Regions from separate parts of the Mus musculus genome. Here all the other regions are linked to region 2. A link is a contact called in public Hi-C and promoter capture Hi-C data. All regions are on one chromosome and are shown on one strand. The core of a region is the stretch at or near the end of the contact, and the rest is flanking DNA. Distances in the headings are between cores, read along the strand shown.

Evidence for each region. Promoter capture Hi-C pulls out the DNA fragments that hold promoters and counts their contacts. A called contact is a pair of places that touch in the nucleus more often than the background predicts.
Region 1: a contact with region 2 is called in a promoter capture Hi-C map of the HPC-7 cell line. The contact joins the promoter of A930019D19Rik here to the enhancer-like site in region 2. A contact is called at or near these places in 22 of 39 promoter capture datasets (the 3T3-L1 cell line, 3T3-L1-derived adipocytes, the C10 cell line and 14 more), 3 of 15 datasets of contacts at CTCF or cohesin (large pre-B cells, pro-B cells and stem cell-derived epiblast-like cells), 63 of 484 Hi-C or Micro-C datasets (the AML12 cell line, the AtT-20 cell line, B cells and 39 more), 7 of 115 datasets of contacts at active chromatin or transcription factors (astrocytes, differentiating embryonic stem cells, embryonic basal ganglia and 3 more) and 4 of 9 other capture datasets (adipose tissue, embryonic stem cells, liver and 1 more).
Region 3: a Hi-C map of rod photoreceptor shows a contact between it and region 2, with 2.1 times the contacts expected there. The contact joins two enhancer-like sites. A contact is called at or near these places in 7 of 484 Hi-C or Micro-C datasets (the HPC-7 cell line, the N1E-115 cell line, bone marrow-derived macrophages and 4 more), 4 of 115 datasets of contacts at active chromatin or transcription factors (astrocytes, differentiating embryonic stem cells, embryonic basal ganglia and 1 more) and 3 of 9 other capture datasets (embryonic stem cells, embryonic tail and embryonic trunk).

Annotation. Positions count from the first base shown.
Region 1 is chr2:146,256,796-146,261,603 of GRCm38.p6, reverse strand. It overlaps A930019D19Rik (RIKEN cDNA A930019D19 gene), which reads right to left and starts at 2,318. Exons shown (of 4, transcript NR_040619.1): 1 at 2,211-2,318; 2 at 638-728. It overlaps Ralgapa2 (Ral GTPase activating protein, alpha subunit 2 (catalytic)), which reads left to right. Exons shown (of 41, transcript NM_001033348.3): 39 at 1,117-1,238.
Region 2 is chr2:145,954,138-145,959,130 of GRCm38.p6, reverse strand. The region is part of intron 6 of Cfap61 (cilia and flagella associated protein 61); the gene reads right to left. Among named protein-coding and RNA genes, the nearest start is that of Cfap61, 22 kb to the right of the region's middle. Within about 2 kb of position 2,905, at least 10 of the 459 cell types and tissues checked have an H3K27ac peak or open chromatin away from gene starts, as enhancers often do. A contact at or near this core is called in the HPC-7 cell line, the N1E-115 cell line, bone marrow-derived macrophages and 2 more, where this site is marked.
Region 3 is chr2:146,328,242-146,332,689 of GRCm38.p6, reverse strand. All of the region lies in intron 36 of Ralgapa2 (Ral GTPase activating protein, alpha subunit 2 (catalytic)), which reads left to right. Among named protein-coding and RNA genes, the nearest start is that of A930019D19Rik, 71 kb to the right of the region's middle. Within about 2 kb of position 1,804, at least 51 of the 459 cell types and tissues checked have an H3K27ac peak or open chromatin away from gene starts, as enhancers often do. A contact at or near this core is called in the N1E-115 cell line and rod photoreceptor, where this site is marked.

The DNA.
Region 1 (4,808 bases), core at 1,069-3,568, 300 kb before region 2:
GACATACAGAATCATGTTTCTTTGCAGCCCAAGATAAAAATCTAAGGGGAATCTACATTCTCTGGGTTTTGTGTTCATGAAGAAATCGCACAATTTTTCAAAATAATCAAAACACATCCTTTAACTTTTGCATCAGTAATGAGGAAGGGAAAATGAGACATCATGCTGGCTTCCCCCAGTGCTAATTCCTAAAGTTATATGTGTAGCGCCTCCATTCATTGTCAGATCATTCTGACTGCTCCTCTTATTGGAAGTGCATGATTCACCTTCAGAGGAAACAGAAGCCTCACACAAAGGGGAAGATTTGCTTTCTGCCCTGTGAAAGGCTGCCACAAGCAGGGGTCCTATTAAGACAGCTGGAAAGTTGCTTCAGCGTGTTACGCTTGTAAGTTTTATTGGTGACTGGTTTTTGATTACACATTTGAATGTTGTGTGTTCCAGACTGCAGCTTTAATTAGACGGCAATGGTTTCTCTCTTTTTATTTTTTTGCAGTTGCACTGTATACCATTTGCTACAATCTCCGTCCATCTCCATTTTCATTTTCTAATGCTCATCACTTACCCTGCTTAGAGGCTCTGCTGCCCTTGCAGAATATAACTCCTAGCCTCCTCCTCCCACTAGGTTATGTTTTCTTACCTTTGTTGAAAGTGCTCACCACTACATCACCAGCTCTTACTTGAAGTATCAGTTCCTTGTGTCCTTAGATTGAGATGAGAATCCTTGTTACCTAGATCCGGAGTGAAGAGGAAGGCTGTCACGCCATACCATTCCAATGTTGGTCTACTCGACCACCTCTCTCCTGGCTTGAGCCAGCCTTCGAGATGGTATAATAATCAGCACTTTGCTATAATTTTGTAACATTTTATATTTATATATGTGTGTGTGTGTGTAATATTATATATGATGTTACCTGAAAGAAACCTAGGTTTTAAGAACTAGCATCTCACTATTATATGTGACAAATATTTAATTTTCTGGCAAAATGCTGAAGAGTTTCCAAGGGTAAGTGATGAGCATTAGAACGGGAAAGCTGAGTAACTGCATTTAAAACAAATCACCCACTGCTCTGCATGCAAAATTGCACGTGTGTTTGTCTCCTTAACTAATTACCGAAGCTACGAAGAGCGAGCTCTGTATCTGGAAGCAATAATTCAAAACCACCGGGAAGTCATGACATTTGAGGATTTCGCTGCTCAAGTCTTTTCTCCCTCTCCCAGCTACTCTGTCAGTGGAACGGGTGAGTGTCTACATGATTCTCCTCCCTCCCGCTTAAGACGTATTGAGTAGCAGATGTACACCTGTTTTTCACAGATAAATGCTTGCAAATTTAAGAAGAACGTTCCCCCTCTGAATCAACTAATGAATTTCAAAAGGAATGATGACATTCATTTTAATTTGTTTTGTATCCGAGCTGTTCGCTGTGTTCCTTTCTTCTGCTATCCTGTTAACCCTCGAATCTAGCAAGGTTAATGAACTTTTTCTCAATAATGTGCTCCGGTTCATTCAGGAGTGTGAGTTTCTTGCTGAGCTGGGAATATGGTGTTTAAAAGCGATGCCCAAATCACTGCATACTTATCAGAAAAGAGTTCCTCACAGTTGAAGCCGTCGCTCTAATGCTAAATGGGGATTATGCTGCTGAGATACCAGGGTCAGGGATTACTGCCAGAGACAGGGAAGGACAGTGTCCCCAGGCCTGTCATTACAGAGGGCCTCGTACACCAGTGTCATGTGGACAAGCCACTGACCACAGCAGCACCTGGTGTGGAGCCTTTAGAAAGTAAATTATAATGGCTTTCATTTAGTAGGTCAGTGGAATTTTCCATGGATTCCCTTATTTTTAGATACATACTATTTCTATATAATACTATCAATTTGAAAAAAGTATGTCCTGCCACTTAAATTGTTGGTATGATTATTACAGGTTTTTTTAAAGAATAAAATTATTACTGGTAAATTATTTTCATGTGCTGTTACAGATTAATTGCCTGTCAGACAGTAAGTGGAATATTTAGTGTACAGCATGTTGAAAATCTCAATGAGGGGCTTCCCTCACCTTCCCTGGTTTCAGCATAGCTATAAGGATGCTTAATAGATTTCTAGCCTGTGTTAATTGCTTCTGAACCAGGCTTGCTTCTCCTGTGCTGACTTGTTAACAAATATCTTACACACAAAGTGAAAAAAATTAAATTCAGTGAAATAAATCACTTACAAATAAAATCAGCCATGCGTCATTGTTTAACATCGCTGGCTTCAGGCCGTGCCTCTTGGAGCTTTGTTGGGAGATAAGAGAGAGAGGCAGGCACTTGCTTGGGAAGCCAGGAGCAGCAGGCAGAAGGCTTGGGAGATAAGCAAGCTGGCAGAGGTGCAGAGCTCCATTTACATAATCACGCCTCTGCTTCCTGGTGAGGCGAGAGAAACACAGGGATGGCCTCTATTGATCTTTGTTGAACTGGGATACTGAGCAACATGAGAAAAGCTTATAACTTAAAGCTTTGATTAATGTTTCTTACATTAAAAAAAGTAGAACAGCTGTGAATTGAATTCTTTTATACGCTCTGCCAGCATTCTATCTAAGACAAGAAAAAAATCTGTTTCAAGGGAAATGAAGATTTCATACCCAGTCTGGCTAGCGGTTTAAAATTGTGTCTAATTTTTCAGTGAAAGAACAGGAGGAATCCACAGCAAGCTAATGCTTTCCAGCTCCATTCAGTCTCTTCCCATCCTTTGGAGACGCTGGGACTCGGCGTTTCTCAGCAGAGGCTTTGGTTTTGGGTTTGTTTCTTGGTTTTTTTTTTTTTTGTTTTTTTTTGTTTTTGGTTTTGTTTTTGTTGTTTTTTTTTTTTTTTAACTTCTAAGAAAACATTTCATTTCTTAAAAATAAAAGAAAAAAATGAAATGATAAATGTTTATATTTCCTAACTTTTTATTTTTAAAGTTGATGATGATCAATGTTATTGAAATAATGATGGCTGTTATTTTCTATGTATATTTTAGCCTCTGTATAAATAAAGTTCAACCAATTCAGTTCTTAGGACTGTAGGAGCATTTTGATTTGTGTGACCACTTTGGAGAAGGGTAGATTTTGTTTTTTTGTTTTTTGTTTTGTTTTGTTTTAGAGAATGTCCTGTTTTTTTTTTCTTTAATTATTTAGTAAAAATTCCAACAGCTTGTCAGGACAGACATTAGAACTTTTATATATGGGGCAAGAAACCAAATATAGAACACCAAAGCAAATGGATTTTATCCTTCAGATCAACATCAGCACCGCATCCCGTCATGTTCACAACTTCTGCTTGCCCTTCACAGTGATAAGGAAAGAGATAGAAATGCAATCTATTTGAACTGCAGTGTGAGGGCAGTGCAGTGAGAATGGGGTTCACAGCCTCATCTGTGCAGGGGCACCTCTCAGAGCTGTATTCTTCCTGGTGTATGTGCAGCTTCACCCCTATTTTCACAGAGGAAAAGACTTTTCACTTATTCATAGTGGTTTTTTTATTTTCTTAGGACAAACACAGTCAAAACCAGATGAGCCCAGCCCAGCCAACTTACACTCAGAGACTGAGGTGAAGTCTGTTCTTCCAGACCACCTGGAAAAATGGACCCTGAACTTCTTACACACAGGGTCCAGTCAAACTGTCTGTGGCCATTTACATCATCAAAGCAGGGACGTGGGCGCCCAAGCGCTTTACATACATATGACAGGCTTCCCTAGGATACAGTCTTTAAGGAAGGTACTGCACTGTATAATACAGCACAGCCAGAGAGCAGCACAGCCCCACTGTAGAGAGATGTGCAGCTGAGCTTGACCATAGACTCTGTTGATGGGAAAAGCCTGTGCCTGCCACACTCCCTGACCACAGAGGCCTAGGAGCCAGAGCACCCAAATGAGTGAGTGTACTTCTATCCAAGGTACACCATGAGCTCTGAATAGGGACATGGGACTCAAATATAAGAGTTCATCTTCTGTCAACTCCTTTAAAAGGAGAATTCATCTCCCAACCAGAAATGCTATTTTAAAGCAGCCCTTGGTATCTGTTGCATCTATTGTTAGAATTAATAATACTCTGTATGAAAGGTATTTGGATAGCTTTTTTACCTAGCCCTGCCTGCAGTTTGCAATTTGATCCCTTCCCATATTGGCAAGTAATAAATAATCGAAAAGGAAGCTGATATTAACATTTATATGTTTTATGCATGCATATTTGTATATTCTTAACCCACAGAGCTATGGGAGTAGAGTGCTAAGTTTGTGTTTTCATGTTATCACGGAAGGGGAGCAGCAGAGAGGACTATAAAGGGTTAACTGGAATGGGCACCCTCGAGTGCTGGGGAGGGACTGATGTAATCACTGCAGCTCACAGCCAAGTGCATCTGTTCACCATGAGGTCATTCTTCTGCATGCTAATGACCTGGAGAATCCAGTCTGGTGTTTGACATTATCCAAAGGGATATAGTGTAAATCTTTACCTTTGGGAGCGGCTCTTACTGAACAAAAAGAGGGAAAGAAACTTGTTTGGACTTGCATGGGGGTTTCCTTATTGCTGGGGTTTTTGGGTGGTTTTGGTTTGGTTTTTTTTTTTTTTCACCCCCTGAAGCTGCTCTAAAGATTGTGTCTGGACCTTACTTGGAGTAGTCCATTTGTGTCTGTTGATAAGTGAATCCCAAAATTTCTGTTATGGTCACAGCTGTCAATTTGGCAATTGAGAACAGTAGGTTTGTCTCATGTAAAATCTAACTTTCAGCATTTAAAATTATCATGGTCAGAAGTTGGTGAGAATGTTTTTATCCCAAGGAATGTATAAAACCA
Region 2 (4,993 bases), core at 1,656-4,155:
CCTTCCACTGCACATAACAAAGCTGTCCAAAATCGGACCTTAATAGCAACTCTCCTGGGAAAAAAACAAGAAGCAAACATCCAAAGCTTGGAGTTCTGAACACTGTCCCTTAAGCCCGTCTCCAAAATGGATAGAGGAACTTGCTCAACATACTAAATGCATTCCTTGGGGTAATCGATAATTTAAGATCTTGCATCATCCTTAGCGCTAATGATAATGGATGACATCAGCCTCAAAGTCTCAAATGGCATATGACAAAGGCCTGCCTCACAGAAAGAACACCTCGGCTAAGGAGAACCATCCATGCAGCAAAATCTCCAAGAGCCAGCACTCTAAAGCTGTGAGCACTGCCTACCGGGGTCAGACGAGAGGACAGCCCCGTCTCACTGTGAGCGAGGGTGGCAAGTTTACTGGGCGCCCCACCCTGCCATTTGCAGGGTGTATCCCATCCCCATGGTGATGACCAATCTGGGGTTAATAACTCCATCAGCACAAAGAAGACTAGAAACAGAGTTCTGAAAAGCAGCCATTCCTTTGTATGTTCATTCAGAGTGCTGCTTGGGTGGAGAATTCATGTGCTGGTCAGCGCTATCAACTATAAAATACTTTACTTTTAGGAGAACAGAAGGTCTAGCCCAGACAGACTTGTTCTCTTTTTGGGCACTCAAGTGTCCATCAGACCCTGAAAAACATGCCAGATCCCCACCCCCCCCCAAAAAAAATGGAGCTGAATTCAAGCCTTACAACCAATAGGCTGGCAAAGATACTCACTTGGCAATTTGTGTATCTTTCAAACTTAGGGCGTGGCAAAACTAAGAATGCCCTGTGTGGTGGCTCTAACCAGCCTTCCGGAAGACGAACATATTCATCCTTCACTATGTCACCTCGCCAGGAGGTACATGGTGGCACCCTAGAGCCCAAGAACTCTTCTTAGCAACCCGGTCAAGCCTCTTGGTGACAGTTTCGCAGACTGCTTCATGGCTGCAACATCTTGTCCTTTCTCTATAACCAGCATTCTAGAGGGAAGGCACAGGCTGGCTTCCCTTGAGGCAGAGAGATGTGTGTAACACAGGCTGCTAGCCAGGTCACTGTGCAAATCCTCAGGTGGGAAATATTACCCCAGCTCGGCGAGAACAGCACAAAGGCAGCCTGCATGTCCAAGAAACGTCCCAGACCCTTCTGCTGGCCTCAAAGCTTCTTCTTTATCTAAAGAGGCTGCACTCTCCAGTTAGACTTAAAAATATACTATTAAAAGAAGTTGCTACTTTAAATGTCACAAATACATTTTACTGTAGTGTATTTGAAAAAAAAAAGGAAGAATCCAATTTAGTTCTAAAGAATACAGCTTGCTTTGTCACATCATGCTTTCATCAAGAACAGTGTCTCAACATAGGACAGGGCAACATAAAAGTTGTTGCCAACTATATGTTTCTTTTTCATCCTCTTGCAGCGGAGGCGGGAGAAGTACCCTTTCCTTTCCAAGATCTCTTGTGCCCTCTAGTGGTCTTCTTATGGAAATTAACTTCCATCCTTTACATGGTCCTTTCTAGAACTTTAAAACTGGTGTTTAGAGTCAGTTAACTTCGGATCATTGGAAAATGTGATCTTTTTAAGTGAGGTGGATTTTAAAATTCCAGACGTTCTGAGTGATTAGAAGGGCTTCAAAGCATGCAGCAGGCCATGTAAGTTCCCATCATCCAGACCGCTGGGGTCCATGTGCCAATCTTGACAAAGGCAATCTACAGCTCCTGGAGGACTGTCCACCAAACCATGTCTGGCAGGGGGACTGGTGACAAATTTCCCGGGGCACAAGAAAAGCCCCGGCTAAATGCTGTAATTGTTCTACATTTCCTTTTAAAATGGGCCTGGATCCTCTTAACTTAGAGGTCAAAACATCAAATCCCCAGGAGCTGCTTAGAAGTCAAACTGGAAAAAAGCGTGAGACCATCAAATGTCTCGTAAAACTAACTTCTGGGGCTGGAGGGGTGGCTCAGTGGTTAGGAGTGCTGGCTGCTCTCCCAGAGGACCCGGGTTCAATTCCCAGCAACTACACCATTGCTCACCACCATCTGGAACTCCAGCTCCAGTGGACCCAATGCCTTCTTCTGGTACCAGGTATGCACATGGTGCAGGGACATACATTCAGAACTTTGTCTATTAAAAAGTAACTGCCTCAGGAAATGAAAGGTAGGTCTTTGTTGTTGTTTGGGTTTTTTGGTTTGGTTTCGTTTGGTTGGGTTTGTGTAACAACCCTGGCTTTCATGGAACTTAATTTGTGGGCCAAGCTGGCCTTGAGAAAGGTCGTTTTTAAAAACAAAACAAAACAAAAAAGCTTGTTTTAAATGTTTTCTTTTTGCCTTTTAAAGGTTAAAGTCTTAAATTTGTATTAATACAAATGATACACACTTGTGAGATGTGTGTGATGATTTTGGTACAAGTGTGCAACTGTAACAATCAAATCTGAACACATCTTTATCTCCTAAAACATTTACAGAGCTCCTGATTTCCTCTCTCCTGATAAAGAAAATTTTCATCTATTTGAGTCCACATGATTAACTGTAGTCATCTTTAAATAGGCAGGATGCCAGGCAGGAAACCTCAAGCTACTTCACAACACTACCAGACAGCATATAACCCTTCTCTTGACTTAGTCTTCCTTAAACCCACAAGGACCCGGAAAAGAAACCCCTCTACCACCACCGCTCCAAGGCCAAGCCAGTCTTTCTAAGCCGGGAACATCTCACGTCCACCACCGAAGATTAATTGAGCACACTGTAGTTTTTAAAGGTGTGTCCAGTAGCAGCTTTGCTTTGTTTCCAACATAATGAAAGACAGGGAAGAGTAACTTCCTTAATTAGTGTCTGAGTAGAAGGGCAGATTACAGCATCGTTTTCCACGCGGCTAAATCAAAGAGACAGGAGAAGGGATTACGGTGTTCATTCATTTGGTTCTGAATATGTTGCTAGTTAAATAGCGGAGGGCTAATTACATCCCCAAACCCTTCCCTGGTTTACTGTCTTAAGAACTGTGTTCATCACCATTAATTATCAGTGCAAGTGGCTACTGATGAAACAGATGTCAAATGTGGAGAAAATAAGAGTAATGTGGTGGCTTAAGAGGCGTGCGGCCACGCCTACTCCACCACGCTGTGCAATAATGCCTTTGTGTTTCTAGTGCTCTTAAGGGGGTAGGGTCCACACAAAGTTTCAAGATTTTAGACCCACAAGTTCTAAAACTCCAATCTGTTCATTTTGGATAGGGGGTTTTAAAAACGTTACATTTCTTTTTTTTTTTCTTTAATTTATTTATTTAATACATGTGAGTACACTGTAGCTGTCTTCAGACACTCCAGAAGAGGGAGTCAGATCTCATTACAGATGGTTGTGAGCCACCATGTGGCTGCTGGGATTTGAACTCAGGACCTTTGGAAGAGCAGTCAGTGCTCTTAACCGCCGAGCCATCTCTCCAGCCCTACATTTCTATACCTTCTTCAGGCAAAAGCATTGTCTGTGTCACTGTCTCCACCTGAACTCACTACTGTGCCCTCCTCTTATTGCATATGCCCCCTCCTCGTCTCTTTACACTGGGACAACATCCCCCTTGGGATTTGGTCCTTCGGATTTTCTGTGGTGTGAGCAAACAGAACAGTTAAGCCATCAAAGGCTGATGATCACGACAAGTTATCTAAAGGTTTATTTCTAGCTTTGTGGGCCCCCACTGGAAGGCCATAGCCCATGCTACAAAGTCTTAAGAGAGGAAAATGGGAAAAAAGAAAGAAAGAAAAGGAGAGGATGAGAAGCCAAGGGAGAAATTGAGATGGGATAGGAACTATCGATTGCTGTAATTGAGGGTTAGTACTATCAACTTGACAATATCTCTAGCATCATTGAAAGGTAACTCTCTGGTCACAGCTGTGAGAGACTATCCAGGTTAGGTTAGTCTCTGGACACAGCTGGAGAAGGTTATCTTGATTATATTTATGGAGGTAGGAAGCCCTGCCCACAGTGGGTGGCACCATTCCCTAACTGGGATCCTGGATTGTATAAACCTAGAAAGAGAGCCAGGCAGTAACAGGAGTTCCTGCTGTCTTCTGTTACAGTGTAACCACTGCTTCAAGCCCCTGCTGCCTTACTTTGCCACGCCTGGCTGTAGTCTTCAACTGTGAACTAGAAGGATCTTTTCCCCTTAATTTGCTTTGTCAGGGTATTTTATCACAGCTGCCTAGGAGCCAGGTGCTAGACTGAGGACAGCTTTTGTCTTTTCTCCTGTTTACCTATATCCTCAACAGGAGGGAGGGTACCAGGGAGTATGTCCACAAAGAAATTACCTTACTAAAAGGAATAAAAAATGGATCATTTTGATAGGCTGCTCGTGTGCATGGCACTTTGAGCACTGTATTTATAAACAACTTTTCTAATGGAAAAAAAAATGTCTTGGAGAACATGAGTAAGTCTTACTATTCCTCTGGAAAATGATAATTCATAATATCCAAATGAGTATACTAACTATATGTAAAAAACAAAACAAACAAACAAACAAAAACAAAAACCAAACAACAAGAACTTTGGAGGGCCAGTAAGAAGGCACAGCGAGCAACGATGCTTGCTGACAACCCAGAGTTCAATCCCTGGCAAGATCAAGACTCTGATCTTGGTTCGGATTTTTATCTGAGTTTCACAGTTCTTTGCAAAACTCGAGCCTGAATTCAGGACCTTGCACACAGCAAGCAGGCAGTCTGCCTGCCGGTGCATTTTGCTGTTGTTTGTGCAGGAAGTATTTTGATTGAATCCTTGGATGCTGAACAGATATGGGGTGGGGGTGGGGCGTGAGGGAGGTCAACAGCACTTGCATGTGTACCGAGCTATAAATAATTCTAATCCCTAAATCTGAGAATAATATTAACTAAGAGAAACCACCCTTCAAATAGATAGTAAAAATGGCAGGGAAAAACTGAGAGCTTTAAAAATAAAATTAAGATAAAGTTATAATAACT
Region 3 (4,448 bases), core at 555-3,054, 370 kb before region 2:
GGGGACAGCCTACATTCCAATTTGACACTCAGTCTCCTCTAACAGCACAGATGTAAGGAACTGAGGGCAGTATCTCAAGTATGAAGACTGTACATTGGGAGTGTGGTGGCATGGTTAGAGAGCTAGGGCCAGTCAAGGCTCAAGTGTATGTCTTAATTGTTTTACCAGCTTATACCTCTGGTTTTCCTGTATTAAATAAGATTGAAAATGGAGCCCATAGCACAGTACTGTTGAGTCGAGTAAGTAAGACAATGCCAGAAAAATTGCTTAGCCCAATACCTGGTAGGAACTCTCTGGCCATCAGCCCTCGTCATTGTCCACTGATGTGATTGATTCTTTTTCCCTTGCCCCATTAGCCAGATGATTGATCTTAGCTCATGGGCCCTACTGTATCTGCTTCATTTCTTTTGTCTCCCGTTTTGCCTTTTCACTACTGTAGCCACAGATGTCTGGACTGCATACATGATGAACAACAGTGCATGTGAGACATCATCAGAACTCGGGTCACAGACAATTTCCATAGTGATCAAGTGTCTCAGATGCATAAAGCACAATTTGCATTCAGAAATTCAGCAGCCTTTCACCAGCATAGCCCTGCATACTGCCTTGGCCTCCCTGGGCTGGGAACCTCACAGCTAGTGGGAGTGCTAGCCATGTGCTGGTTCCCACAGGTGTGAAGGAGCCGCCTGCCTGCCAGCTTGGGTTCTGATGGCTGCAGTGCTTATAGAAAGGAGGTTTCTGCTATGTGGTAGCTCACTGGTATTCTAGAATCTGGAGTTGCTTTACCAAGACCCCAGGCTGTATTCACATGTTTTATAAACATGGGGTACCTTGTAAATGTCTTCATGTTTCTCTGCATATTATTCCTATATTCTATAATTTTTCATGATTAACAATTACGTGTTAAAGACAGATTTACATATAAACTGTTTTGAAGGATTACTTAAGTAGAAAGGCTTTTTATTTTGTTTTTATACTATTTTCTTGACATAATGCTGCTATAAATAATGTCCCAAGGCTTGGTCTGTATGGGAGATTTCCCACTGTAATATTCAAAAAGCAGCTGAAACCTTTTGCAGCTCTAAGATTTAGCATCATTAACGATAAACCCTCTTTACCAGGATGTCTCACAGTCAGGCAAAAAAATCAGTCACGTAACAGCAGCCCCCGGTTCCTTGACTTACTCCAGCTAAATTGTCCCTAACAGCTTAAAAATGAGCTGCAGAATTCTAAAGTGATTCATGCTCTGTTCTGCCCCTGTCATGGGGGGACTTTTTCAATCCAGCAATGCGGTTGCAACCCCATACTGAACTCTTGATCCTTCACTGCAGAAATTTGTTAGCTCTAGCTAGATTAGATTTTTCACAGCTAATCTAACTGCTGTAGGGGTTTGCAGAGTGGGGACAGAGCTGTGCTATTGGATTTGTCCAATTCATTTGACTCCAGGACTATAATTGCACTTATGTCTTACAAGGCTTTTATAGCCTCAGGCTGGCCAGCCACATGAAAAACAAATTGGCAGTGATACAGTAGAGTGAAAGGGGATGAAAGGCCCACATTATCAGTCTCTAAGCAGCTCTGTTCTGGCAGGAAGTTTCTTGGTTAATTTACAAATAAAACTTAGATTTTAGGATGGGCACACTGTCAGCTGAACAATGGGGATGTCAGGCCTGACTGTTACTTAGTAAAAGTAGCAGCCGGGCCCGCTGAGGAGCCCAGATTCTTCAATCAAACAGACGACTCCTTCTGGAGCCAGCTGGCGATGTAATGCAATTAGTCGGGAAAGGAGGTCAGCCTATTAGGTGTGGACCATGACCAGTGTCACCAGTGGCGTGCAGGCGTGCAGCCTGGCAGCAGCAGGCAGCACAGCTCAGGCAGAAGGGCTTTATAACTCTGTCTGTCAGGACGGGGGATAGCAGGACATAGGATTGATTTCTTGAGGCTCAAGAGCCTGTTTGTTCTAAGCAGGGTAAGCCTTGAGGCCTTCTGGACCCTACTGCATAGTGGAAGTAGGAGCTAATGTGAATGCAGCTCCCTTCTAGGGAGGCATCATCTCCTCCTGAAGTCACATACCTCCAGTCAAGTTGGCTTGTCCCTGAGCAAACCTGTGGGTGGGCTTTTAACTTACAGGCCTATAATCAAAGTTCTGTAAAACTCACAAAGTGACATCTCTTTATTGAAATCCCCTTTGAATTGAGTACCATTTTAGGTTTCCAGAATATCCTCTTGTACTCTGATTTGGGTAACTATGCTATGTTCTGTTGTGGGTAGTTTGTCCACATCAGTTTCATTTGTTTGATGTCCTTGGGTTCATATCATAGGTACAAGAGGGTGTAAGTTTTGTACTTTTCCAGCTGTATCAGCCAATGGTTCCCGTGGCCTTTGCTCTTGGTTTTGTGGTTTAGTTAATTAAACTGTAACATGTCCAAAAATCTAAGGTGCATGACACTGAAAGCAGCTCTGAATGAATATTACAAAAATAGTTCTTCCATAATTGCAGAATTGCCACAGAGGGAGAAAGGGTCAATTAGTGTGGATTGCTCTCCTAATGCTGGAGTTTTCTTAGAATGCTGATGCAAATAAAATTAGGAGAGGTTTACTTGGGTTATGTAATTGAATAACACAATTTAGAAAGGGACAGAGCAACTGCAAAATTTCAGCAATCAGTGTATCATCTCAGAATAAGTGCTGTACTCTGCCCTTGTGGTTGAAAAGGAGAGACTGTTGGTATTAGGTGTGGCATTGTGTGGTAGCTGCAAGGTCGAACAGTGTCTGGTAAGTGGATTGTCTCCATTATGTTGCTTCTGCCAACAGCATAACAAGAAGAGTATAGGGTCAACTCTCTTTGGAGGATGAAGACTGTAAGCTGAACTTGAGGGTAGCCCTACTTCTTACAGTTAGCTCCTATTGCTGTAATCCCAAAGTTTCAATTAGCTCTAATCCCCATTTACCATAGAAACCCATCCATCTTGACTCATTGCTGTCACTGCAGAAGGACTAAGTAGCAAAACACTGCTCCAAGGTCTTTGGCCGTTGAGTTAGAAATGAGAAAGGCAGGCAGGCAGGAGTCAGTAGTGTCTCAGAGAATAGGGCTAGGCTGTAGCTCAGAGTAGCAGTGTAGAGCACTGTGCGTGCATAAGACTCTAGGTCCTATGTCAGTACTGCTGAAAGAACAAAGGAGAGAAAAGTGGGACTTGAGGGCCCCCTCAGCTCTGAGAGCTTGGCACCTTCGAAAGAAAGCAAAACCTTTGTGTTAGAGCTAAGTTGACTGTATTTCGTTTTTCTTTTTTGCCAGCTATCTTTTGAACCTTTAATACTTGTGTTGGGGTATAACAAGTGAGGAGGAAAAGAAAGATGCACTGGGTAATGTTTGCATTTACGAAAGTTGTTGACTCCATTGTGGCTTGTGTTGGGCTCCCACGGCTGCATCTTTCTGGAGCCCCTCTTCAGACCAGTTAACTCCTGTTCCTTACTCCATATAAGCACAAAAGTACAGGTGCAGGTCTCTGTACATAATTGATGTGTTCAGTCACTTCTAGAAGTCTAGAGAGTGTAAAATAAGCAAGCACTGCAACAAACAGCTGCCTTTGAAACTTGATGACTAGAAAAGAGGCCATGTTGGGTTCATCTTGGGTAGTCTCTGTGATCAAATCACATCTAAAAATTAATATCTATGCCAACATGTTTCAGATGTACTCGATTCCAGAGTGTATTTTTACTGTTTTTTTTTTTTAAGATAAAACTAGAACATAAGCTCTGCCATAACATCAGTTTTATTAGAGGGCTTTAAAGGTTGGTCCCTTGTTCCTTGATGGCACTCCCTGCTCTGAGGCAGGCACCTCATCCCTCAAGACTTCTAAGACCTTGCCTCTGCCATACATCATAACTTTAGAACTTTAATTCAGGCCAATATTCTCATCACTGTGTCTGTTCCTTTTAGTTATGCTTTAGGCTTTCTCAAATGATTTCTTTACAGCTATGGCCAGATTCTGTTGGCAGGCTCTCCACGTGAGCAGTTTATCAGTGATGTTCTTGCATCTAGCAAAGGTTTGCCCTAGAAGAGCTTGTAAAGGGTCTCTGAGGCCTTCCCAGGGCCTTCTTGAAGACACCAAGAATCTGTGGTTTTTTGGAGTTCATAGTCTCTTTATAAAATGTCAAAATAAGTGAGCTAAACCACTTGAGATATATCACTAAAATAGCTTTTGATGTGAGCTGAGATCAGGAATGTCCAACTGAATGCAGCAGAACATAAAATTGTAAATTTACTCATAGCAGTGAGAGAGAGAGAGAGATTTTGTTTATTATAAATTGATTGTATATCTTAGTGTGTACATACTGTGCCATTGAAATGCTACATACTATTATGTATAAGTTGAATGTCCCTGGCTTAGATCATCATGAGTAGAGGCCACTGTCTCTGGCCCTCTCTCCGGTGCTGTTCTGTGCAC